Regions from separate parts of the Mus musculus genome. Here region 1 is linked to region 2. A link is a contact called in public Hi-C data. All regions are on one chromosome and are shown on one strand. The core of a region is the stretch at or near the end of the contact, and the rest is flanking DNA. Distances in the headings are between cores, read along the strand shown. Region 1 has its middle 8.3 kb from the start of Gm11269. Region 2 has its middle 130 kb from the start of Mpdz.

The links. Hi-C and Micro-C count contacts between places; a contact is called where the count stands out from the background.
Region 1: a contact with region 2 is called in a Hi-C map of cerebellum, with 5 times the contacts expected there. The contact joins two enhancer-like sites. A contact is called at or near these places in 5 of 39 promoter capture datasets (cranial neural crest, frontonasal cranial neural crest, hippocampal neurons and 2 more), 4 of 484 Hi-C or Micro-C datasets (cardiomyocytes, cerebellar granule neurons and cerebellum) and 2 of 115 datasets of contacts at active chromatin or transcription factors (astrocytes and cardiomyocytes).

The regions. Positions count from the first base shown.
Region 1 is chr4:82,697,278-82,702,937 of GRCm38.p6, reverse strand. No RefSeq gene overlaps it. Among named protein-coding and RNA genes, the nearest start is that of Gm11269, 8.3 kb to the right of the region's middle. Within about 2 kb of position 4,102, at least 5 of the 459 cell types and tissues checked have an H3K27ac peak or open chromatin away from gene starts, as enhancers often do. A contact at or near this core is called in cerebellar granule neurons and cerebellum, where this site is marked.
Region 2 is chr4:81,565,790-81,571,919 of GRCm38.p6, reverse strand. No RefSeq gene overlaps it. Among named protein-coding and RNA genes, the nearest start is that of Mpdz, 130 kb to the right of the region's middle. Within about 2 kb of position 3,774, at least 35 of the 459 cell types and tissues checked have an H3K27ac peak or open chromatin away from gene starts, as enhancers often do. A contact at or near this core is called in cerebellar granule neurons and cerebellum, where this site is marked.

The DNA of each region.
Region 1 (5,660 bases), core at 2,853-5,352, 1.1 Mb before region 2:
GTCCAATTCTACATCTGTTTTCTTCCTAGATAGGCATGTTTTGGTAAAACAGAGGGAGAAAAAAACCATCTTATTGAGACAGCTCAATAAACAAGTATAGGGAGAGTAAACTCTCGTGAGTGTGAGTGGTGTGTGTGTGTGTTAGCTGTCATCTACAAGTGTGCACTTCTTACACGATGAATCCTGTATGGATTACTTTTATGGGGGGTGAGTAGCGTGTGTTAGCTATCATGTGTGGAGTTTTAAAATCTTGTATGCTTTACTCTTGTGAATGCATATGACTGAGTTAGCTATCATGTGCATGAGTGAGGCTTTCAAACACTCAGCCATATATGAGTTATTTAGTGTATTTTGTGTGTATTAAACGTATGTACATAGTACACTTTTTAAAACAATAAACTTCATGGTTTCGTTCTTTAGATGGTTTGCTATGTGATCGCTTTCCAAGGGAGTAAGCCGGAGAGCAGGCTCAATGACAGTTGCCTGGCTATATTTAGAGTTCTGGTGATGACCTTTTCCATTATTTGAAATTACCACTCAGACTGTTTTCAAGATATACCTCCTAAATAACAGTATTTTACCACTGGTTATTAAAGGTTCTGTTATGTTTCCTCTTAAACCACTGATAAATAAAACTTACAAGAGCGATTTCCAGAACTCCTATTGTTTTTTGTGTTTTTATTTAAAGCTCTCTGAGAGAGAGATTTCTTAAAACTTCTTTGATAGCTGTTTGGACTTTCAAGGAGGCAGCTCTGCACCAGACATAATTTTCTTCCCTCTAAATTTCCTAAGTCTAATCCTTTGATCCCATCAGAACCAGGACAGAATGTTAGCAAGTTTACCTTAATTGTTAAGACTGATTATTTAAATATTAATCCACAAAATTAATTTGAAAAGAACAAACTACTTATCTATGCTACTTGAAATTCTTTAAATATTAATTAAGGTAAATGGATATATAAGCACAAAACCTGAAATAGACCTCATATTGGCAAAGTCATTTTTGTTGAATGTTAATCTGCTTAACTCTAATGTAATTTTAATTTTTCTTGAAAGAAAATAATTAGTCTATGTTTTAGGAAGTTGAGCCAAGTGCCTTTACACAACTTTATCAATTGATTTAAGGCAATGATGACAAAATGACAATGTTGTTAAGTGACTCACTTTTTGTGTTATGGTCTTAACTTTGTTCTTAATGTCAATCTTAACTGATAGTTTGATACCAAATGTCAGCGTGCAGGCAATTGCATTGAAAGAACTATCTTCAAAGAAAAAATATCTTTCTAAACTCCTTGAGAAGTAGGGGTAAATTTAGGGTTTGAATTTTCTATCTTTTACCGGGAGTTCTAAAATTAATATCTTCATAGAAATTTAATTTCTTTTAATACCAGCAGAAGTATTTTTAAACTGTCTAATAAATACATTTTAAAATATATATGTGAGTAAAGCTCTTTCCTGGCTACAAGAGTGGCCAAGACCCGCTGACTACTGACTTAGTGTGGACTGCTGTGGTGGTCTGCTGGCTCTGTAGGCATGCGCCTGAGAAACCAAAATGCACTCTTTATTTCGTGTCAAATTCTATTTGATCTCTAGTCGTATAGCAGAAATTAGTAGACTTCATACAAATAATAACCTCATCAAGTAATGTCCACAAGACATTGTGTCCGTGAACAGACTGTTTATAGGGCTACCAACTATGAAGTCTTTGTCTTGTTCAACATTATTAGGCCCACACTGTATGCCAGGCTCTGTTCCAGACGCAGGCACAACAAGCCTATTTACCTTCATTGGAATCAAACCCCATGTCACCATGTTAAAGGAGGATATCTGTCCTATCAATGTGCTTCTGAAGGGATTCTCTTTCCTTGAATGTTGGGTGACATAGGAGAGTCACAGTCCCAGGCTTGCCACTCCCTAAGGGCAGCCACATATCTTTCTGATATTCTTCCCTAGACTCATGGGTGACTACTAACATGGACATCACCTCTAAGTCATGTCCTCTTGAGTAATGGTCAATCATAACTGTTCTAAAAGCCAGTTTTGAGCAGAGTAGCCACCACAGCGCTGAGGGGGGATTGTGTTTGCAGAACAACGGTTTCACACTCTAAATAATGCACTGATTTTGAAATATCTCAAGGCCATCGCCCTTGGCATACGCCTTTTCTCTATGTCTTCCATCCCTTTATTCTTTAGCGACATAGTGTCATTTATAACAGTGTTTTCCATATGTGAAGCCATCTTTAGGTACCAGGGCACTGTACAGAGGATGTGGTGCAGCCTATCAGTAGATATTCTAAGATACCCTGTCTAAAGGGGACCGTGTTTGTGCTGTTCACTTACACACTCGCACAGCACTGCTACAAATAAACTTTGGATCCTATCTTAATAAGCAGTGATTAGATGGTATTAATTTAGCCAGAGGGGAAGGAAACACAAGGGCCTATTCTCCTCTGCAGCTCTCTCTTTTTTCTTTTTGGAAGCAAAGCATTGTGTTCTCAAGGGTGCTATCACTTCCATCTATGGGAAAGCTGGTGTTGATTTTCCAGTTTAGGGGCTGGTCAACAGACAGCTATCTGATGTTTCAGTGTCACTGAGACTGTGGCGTATTTCACTAACATGGCTGAGTGGTGTCAGTCACAAAAGGCATTTTTCTATTTCCTGAAATCTTGTGATATTGTAAATATATAGTCTCTTAAAGGGCTGAGCTCTCGGACTCAGCTACAGGAAAATACACCATGGCAGGAAGAAAGACTGGTATTCCTTTGTCACATTTCAATGTGTAAAATAGTCAGAGAAACTGTAATTGTAAAAACAAGGAGCCGTGCTAAGGGGCAGACACAGCTACTCTGTGTGCTCATCACCTGTAAGTTGTTTAAATTGCAATGCTTGACAGAGTCAGAAGACTAGAAAGGGCTCTGTGAGTGTGGTTATGGTCATTATTATTATGTCAACTGACACTGAGTCCTACACACCACAGGACACGTTTAGTGTATGTATCTCGTACTGGGCAGCCTTAATGACCATTTTTGTTTCTCACAGTTCTAAAATAAATCTTAACATTGTACGTCTTCCTAAAATGACTTTGTTCCGAGAGTCGCTGTTTTTCCTCACACAGAGCGTTCCCGTTCCAAGTTTGTACATAATGGATATGTTTATGAGCACGGGGCTGAATCCTGGGAAATGTAGATTCTGTGACCTCTGGCAAATGAATTTGCTCATCCCGAGGCTGCTAGAGCCAGCTGTAAAGTGCAGATAATCATTCTCATTACTTGTCTCTCCAACCTGTCGTGAGGATGAATGAGACAGAGGCAGCTAGGCACCCGGTGAATGCGGGGTTCAGGACACACACCCAAGGGGGTTAACACAAACTCTGCTTAGTCAGGCTCAGGTCCAAGCGCTTAGTAGGTGCTCACAGGATGGGTTAGCTAATGGAACCGTAACATTTTCAAGCTGGCTTTTAGGATCATGGTGGGTAAACATTTGTGTGTGTGTGTAAATTGTGTTACTTCCAGTGAGCTATAAAAATTTACTGTTTTCCATTTCAGATAGTTGCAGATTTCTTAAAAGCACTGCCTTCTAAAGCATCTTTGAATACTTAACATAGTCTATTGGCTAATGTTACATATTAGCTTAATTTTAATTTTAAACACTGACTGCTATGATTTTAAGGCTAAAAAAGCAACTTTTTTTTTTTTTTGAGGGGCTCTTATTTGCCAGGTGTCTGCCAGGTACTTGGGGAAGCAATTTATATAAATCATCTCATTCAGGCTCAGCACAGCACAATAAAACAGGCATTACCAGCCCCACGCTACAGATGAGGCCACTCAACTTGGTAGAGAGCACTCCACTTCGAGGGAGGTGGGACTGAGACGCAGTTTAAAAATCCCAAGCACTGAGAATTATTTCCCAACCCCAACCCTCCCTCCCCCAGAACCTGGTTTAAGGCTACCTCATCTGTTATGACCTGGGCTCCATAATCATCCATATGATTCATTTTCTGCGAACACGATGGGGCATTTGTCTTGCGTGTATCTGGCCAGCTCCCACTTCACTTCTAGCCTTTTTTTGAGGCTCCGCCCCTCGTGTTGAGCGGAGCAGGTGAGCATGCTCACTTGTTCAGGGGCTGCCTGTGGACAGGGAGGATAAGGGATTCGATGGAAGTGTGATTCCATTCTTCTTCCCTCGAGACAATTAGGCTCGCTATAGTCACAAGCCATCTGGAGGAAATTTCTGGAAATCCACTGCCAGGTGAAGTGTTGGTGCTTTTTAGGTCTGGTGTCTACTAGCACCTCGCAGCGCTCGCTCTAGTGAAGCTGAGGTGAGGTGATGCTCAGTAAACACGCTAAAAGCTTCAAGAAAAAGGAAACCCAACATACACACCCTAGCTGCTGCTGTTCCACCAGAGTAGGTAAAGGGATGCTCTCAGGCTTTTGCCCATAATCTGGAGTGTGTAGAGGGGTACGTTTTCACCAGACAATGGAAAAACTCCTGGTGTCTAAAGCATCATGTAGCATCCTTTGCAGATTCTGTGACCAGAATTCAAAAGATGAGTTCTTCAGACCACAAGGCTAAATCACCAACACCCTGTGAAATAGCAGAGCCTGTGCTGCCTTTTGTGTGTTTAATAAGACAAGAAGAAGGAAAAAAATTTCCCAGAATGCAACCTTGCGCTCATTGGCATCACTATGAAAAGCTTTACTCTTCTGTGGGTTACCATTCCAGCTTGTGCTCAGTGTGCATTAACACGGAGGATTTGGCTTGTTACAAACTAGAGAACTAGAGGGCACATGATACTGTAAATAATTTTTCCAATATTTTATTTCACTTTAGGTACACATTTTTTTTTCCTACATGTATGTCTGCGTGGCATGTGAGTGCCTACTGTCCAAGGAGATCAAAAGAAGGAGTCCATTGGATCTCCTGGAACTGGAGTTATTGATGGCTGTGAGCTACCATATAGATGCTGGTAACTGCAGGCCCTCTGCAAGATCAGCGAGTGCTCTTAACCTCTATGCCGGTGGTCCTCAACCTTCCTAATTCTATGACTCTTAATACAGTTGTGATGACCCCCACCCATAAAATTATTTAGTTATTATTTCATCACTGTAATTTTGCTACTGTTATGAATCATAATGTAAATATTTTTGGAGATAGAGGATTGCTAGAGGGATCTTCACCCACAGGTTGAGAACCTGCTCTAAGACATCTCTCCAGACTAATTTTAGAATTGTTAGAAATAACAACATCACCAGCAACGGTTTGAGATGAATGACCAACACAACTTAGTGTGTTTCTATGTTCTATGTGACATGCATGTATGATTGTTCAATGTGAATGACCACATGTTAGTAGTATACGACATTGGTTCTGTGTTAAGGTTTGTCTTGCTTGCTTGCACAAACTTGTTGGGACACAAACTTACAAATCCTAAGGGAATAGGGAGCAGGAATTCTTTATCACCGTTAACAGCATTGCACACGAAGGGATCCTAATAAATCGAAGCTAAGTTTCATCACAACAGTTCTCACCTCCTCTGCTGGTGGGGTCCTGCTGAGCGCTCAGTGTCTGAGCTGATGGATTATGAAGGGCTGCCAGGCTGTAGCCTGAGACCACCCAGGTGGCCTACTCAGAAATGAAACCTACATGTGTTCCAAGTATGT
Region 2 (6,130 bases), core at 2,525-5,024:
CTTTACCTTCTCTCATCCTCAAAGTTGACTTCCTCTTCCCTAATCTCAAAACACTGACAGGTTCACCCGCTTCATCTGCAATTATCCAGTTCACCAGCAATCTCACTCAACTCACGATTTGGGCCTCTTATTATCTGTGGCTTTTGGACCAAAGATGTAATGGCTGGCATGCATGGTTTTGTGTGTGTGTGTGTGTGTGTGTGTGTGTGTGTGTGTGTGTGTGTATGTGTGTGTGTGTGTGGTGCTCAAGGAACAGCTGTGCGATTTGCTTCAATAAAGGAATTCTCAGAATATTGTTATCTGCTCAGAAGAGTAACAAAAGTATAACTGTGCCATTCACTGAAACACTTAGGACAGAGACAACTGAAGACTCGCAGGTAGCAGCTTTCATTTCTACATGAGTCTGTCTCACCATAGCTCAAACAGAAGCACCATGTTTGGCAGGTGAAAACAAACCCTATTTTTTTTTCCCTTATATGTGTCCAAACAATTCAACATAAATAAGATGTTACTCAGCACAGGACTAATCCTTGCAGTTCCATGTACAGGTTGAGGTTTAAAAAAAAAATAAAATAAAAATCAATTAATCACAAAAGCTTCCAAACAATGCAAACAGCATTAAGCACAGTAATTATAAGATAAGCATTCGAGCAATTTTCAGCTGATTGGGTGTGGGTGGACTGAAGCAAAGCTACAGTCTGCCTGCTGGTACAAGAATGGCTTACGTGCCAATTAGTGGTACTGCTACTAATGATTAAAAACATTTTTAAGATTAATTAAAAACTAAATGCACCTGTATGATAGCTCATAACCGTGTTGTGGAAATTGCTCAGATTTTCCATATCAATCACACAGGAAGTGGAAGGGAGGCTCTGCTCGGATGTGGAGTTTACACTTGCAGGCATCTAGGGATGAATGGTAGGAGGCAAAGCTAAGAAACATGAGGTGAGAGCTCAACCTTGAGCTTCCTGTGCCCGTTATACCCTCCTTGTAGGAAACACTGCTGAGAAAGGAGAAAAGACAGTAGGTGCTTGCCTCACCTAAGAAAAACTTGCTTCCCTTTTGTTGTCGTTGTTGCTGTTGTTGTTGCTGCTGTTGTTGCTGTTGTTTTGTTGTTTTGTTGTTTTAATAATCATGCTGAGAAGCCAGAGCTAGTGGCACCAGCCTGTAATCACAGCACTTGGAAGGCTGAAGCAAGAGCATGGCCACAAACTCAAGACTAACCTGGACCACATAAACAAGACGTTGTCTAGCCTTCCTCCTGGAGGGGTTGGGGAGCACTCCACATAAGGAAGAGCCACTTCCAAATTTCTAGAGGAGACCAAACCCTAATTTTACTCCAGTCTTACTGCCCTATTACTCTAGGGCCAGGACTAATCCTGTTGATTTTTTTTTAATATAATTTTTGAGGTCTGTACTTTTGTCAGCTTTTTGCAGATGATGTAATATATAATCCAGACAGGGTGAATGTCTCTGGAAGCACAAATGGAGCAAAGACAAGGGTAGAATTAACTCCGGACGTCTCTAATCAGAAGATCCTGACTGCTTAACATTGGACTTCGTACCAATTGCACATGTGTTGATGTTGGTCACTCTCCTGTCATTTCCTGTCATTTGTTACTGTAGCCGACATCCTTAGATAGCTTATATATCCTTATAGTTCTCAAATAGTTTATACCATAATATACATAATTAGAAACATCAATTTGCCTACTATCCCTACAAAAGATTTTTTTTTCCATACTGGAAGCAAATGTTACGAGTCTCAGTGATGTTGCCCCAGCAGAATATAGGAATCCGCTGAGTCTAAGACAGTGCTCAGAAGAGGGGACTCAATCAACTTCTGCAAACTCATGCTGAAACAAGGTATGTGATGCAGTAATGGCTGGAGCTGATAGTTGCCACATACAGGCAATCAAGGGAAATGACAACGCTTCTTGAATGACCCAGTCTTTGTTTGCGTTTGCTTTTCTGCTTTTGTTTTTTGTTTTTGTTTTTGTTTTTGTTTTTGTTTCATGTTTTGTTCTTTATAGGCAGCCACCGTCATTTCCAATGAATCCTTACTGGTCCCAAGTCACTGCTAACACTGACCAAGTTTTTGTCTCTCCAAAGTCTATTATCTTTTCTAAAGAGCAAGCAGTTTGGGAGCTGTCCTGCTTTTATTTACAGTGTTAGGGACCATGAACAGTCCAAGTAGAGAATACCAATCATAGGTGACTGAATTCACAGCAGCGGCTGGGAGGAATCCAGTAACCACGAGAAAATACATAAGGTCAACAACATTCAGGTTCTCTCTACCAGCTCCAAGGGCCTGAGGTCTGCTTCAGCTGCATATGTGCTCTCTCTCTCTCTCTCTCTCTCTCTCTCTCTCACACACACACACACACACACACACACACACACACACACACACACACTCACACGGTGCATCTCGAGGTGCTCATATACTTTTATCCACCAGGAGTTATACCACCTGCCAAATCATACCTCATCTTCCAACCTTGTCACCCTAAAGCGAAAAGGATTTGTATTTTCACTCCAGCCCATAACTGGTAGAACCTTATCCCATTTCTGCTTCTCTTTACATTCATTCTGCCAAATCCGTGTGGTCTCTCTCTGACATTCTCTATCAAACTGAAGAGATTGTGTGAGGTCAGTGACACAGAAGAACTTGTGTTCGGGTTTATAGGGAACCCGAAAGCTGGAGAGATGCAAGGAACTCGTGAACTCACAAGAAGAAAGAAAAGCAAGAAGGTGTGTGGAGAGAGCTCACGTGAACAGCAGAAATAGATGAGATCATGCCTGGTGGAGTGAGAGAACAGGACTGGGATTTGCTTTACCAGGTTGTCATTTCCAAGATGAGTAACTCTTCAGGCTTATTTTTCTTGAGGATATTAAAAACTTAGTGAAACGGATGCTCAGATTCTAATTATAAATAGCAGTTACAATAAGCTCAGGAACCCAGCTAATTCACATAACCCTCTAGAAGCATCCGTTAGGCAAATGAATGTGCTCTACCCAGTGTCTGTAGGTCCGTTGCATTGAGTCCACCTACAGTAAGGAATAGAGTAGCTTCTCTTTCTTGAAGGGTTATTTTTTTATTACTAATTTAACTGGTGTTAAACTGGTGAGCATATGAGTGTCACTACAATTTGGAGTTCGGTTCACCAAAGTATGTTTTTGTACATTGATGGCGAAACCGAGAGATCTGTTCTCCCTGCAATGCTGTGAGATGCTGGGGGCCCAGCAGCTTTTTCAGCTCACAGCAATGAAGCATGTACCAGCAGAGTGGGCTGCTTGCCTTGTCGGAAAGAAAGAATCTTGGGAACTCTCTGTCCTGCTGGAGTCTATGGCAGCAAACCGATTTTAACATCCCTTTTCACCAAATGAGATTTTTTTTTACTTTTTCAGATTCCTAAATCATGAGCCAAACTCGTATAAACCATTCAATATGTCATGGAAGACCTCCACTGTAAAATTACTATGTTGAATTTCCAACTTTTTTTGTGTGTGTGTGTGTGTGTGTTCAAAAAATTTAAAAACACAACAAAACAAAACATTTCTCCAACACCAGAAACATGATCAACTCCAAATCCAGAAAGATTTACAAATGCCAGAACATGGTTATCTCCCAGCAAACATACCATTTCTTTGTTTCATAGGACACTAAGGATGAATTATTCATGAGACCTGATTTCACATGCTTATTGTGTCTGGTGGCAAAGTCCCCGCCTGCTCAGCCTCGGGAAAGCTGGGGCCTCTCTGCTGCACAGGGCATGGTGCCATCCAGGGACCAGCCATGTGCTCACGAGTTACTGGAGCAGGGCAGGCAGCTCCAGTGGTCTCAGCTGTGCAGACAGCTGTTTGCCCACCGTCTGTGATGGCAGAAATGTGTGGTGGGTTTATCCTGAACAGCGTGCTCCCCCACCCCCTCAACCACACATGTGCTAGCAGGCTCTTACACACACACACACACACACACACACACACACACAATTCCATGCTGAGCATCCTAGTCTCCACCATCACCAGAGGAAAGAGAAGCCCCGAGATTTGGAACCCAGAATGAGCAGTTGACAGGAGTGGAGAACAACTCCTAATCTTACATGCAACACTGTTGGAGGAGTGTCTGTAGCCTCCTCCAGACCCAAGTTTCTCTTGTCAATTTGGTATCAAAAGGTTTGTGCATGCATGAAATTCAAAATGATTTATTGTTCATATACTGCTTTATTTAGTTGCTTAATAGGTTGATGGATGTGCAAAGGTCCTACATAAAGCAGAGGCCTCTTTTTTTTTTTTCCCAAAAGGAAAAAAAAAGTAAAGAAATAGATTGCCACCAGGAGTTTCATCCCATAGTAAAGACAGCCCTTCTAAGCTGGCTTGTGTTTGTAAAGAGTTCCCTTTGTCTCTTGCCTGCTACCTATCTCTGATATTTAGTAGTACACAATGCTACTACACCTTAGACACTACGGGAAGTGACAGGGATGAAGAGAACAAATATCCGGAGTACACCCTGGAGTTCTTTCTAAGCTCCATCCAATCTGTAGTAGGCAGTTCTTTCTTGGTGGAGCTTGGGGTAAAACAGACTTGCCCATCTCCAACAACAGAAGTCATTAGCATCCCATGGCCTCCCTTCTCTACGGAGAGAGATGCAGGGAGGGAAATCCTCTATGCTGGCTTCCTCCGTTGTGCCTCTTATCATTTGGTTCTTTTGCAGACACTGGACTACTTTCATTTTATAAGGACGCACTCCTCCCCAACTAGCATAGGTAATAAAATGAAATTCTCTAAAAACGTGGAAAAGATGGCTGTCAGAGAAGTTCCACCAACCTTTTACTAGCCTGTCTTGAATTTTATTTATTACTTCATTAGAGGTTCTAATATTTTGATTCAGTCTTGGTGAATAGGAGTCAAACTAGGGAGGGGCAAATTTGTTTATAGCAAGTGGCGGTTGAATTTGTGCAGAACTCTTACTCGATCAATGTTCCGTGCAAGCGACATTTGCACAGGCTCTCTGTAACCTCTTTTCCAAACAAACTCTAATTTGACATAATGCAGTGGAGAATGGCACCAGTCATCGGCTTTGCGTCAGAAACGCATTTTATTTGGATTCAATTCAGACTTAACGAACTGGTTCCCGTAAATGCAGCAGATGGGATTGAGGCAAATGGAACCCTGTGTGGGGCCTCACGCCCGGCAACCACGGCTGCTCCCCTGCATGCAAGCCTTCCCTGAGCTAGTTGGTTAGCTAGTTAGCTAATTGGTTAGGCTCATTCCAGCTGAAACTGGGTTTATAATTTTCAGAGTTCTCTTACCAGTCCACCAAACTGAGGCTTGAGAAGTGACAGTCCAGCAAAAGCCGCTAGATAACGTCCTTCTCTCTCTGCCCCACTGATTCGTGTGAAGAACGTTGCCAGAAGATGGCCCAACGGTTTATAAAGTTGGCAAAGCTATTGCCAGACCTTTTCTTCTAAAGGTCAATTAAAAATGCTAGCTGTACTGTAAACAGAATTCTTCATAGAAGAAGACCACACGGTACCCAGAGTGGTCTCTTAATACAAAATATCAATTCGATTTTCCTCAGGAGATTCACTCTCCTTTTGCAATGCAAATATTTTCAAGTGTACTAAACACGTTTTAGCACCTCAACATAGGCACTAAAACTATTTGCATGCAAAATTACCCAGAGTAGGCAGACAGGCACAAGCTTATGCTAGCACCATATGTGCTGAAGAATTCGAGCCAGAAAACAGCTAGTACTGGACGGTATTTACAATTTAAATTTAATTTTACATTATTATTCAAATGAGCATTTATATATAAGTCTCTATTAAAATTAATGCTTCACATGGAACAAAATTTTCACCTAAAATTATACTTGCAATAGTACTGGGCCTTTTTGCCCAGCTATCTAGATCATTTAAGAACCACAAAGCATTTCTATTTGTTTTTCGATTCTACCTGAACGACAGAGTCACGCTTTTCCTATGAGAATGAAAAGTAAAACTAATCTCGATTGGAAGGCCGGAAATCAACACAAGCACAGACCAACCCTGACACACTAAAGAGTGTAAACGATCGGAGAGAACCCGATGCTGCCTGATGATATCATAGTTCTTTTCTACCTTTC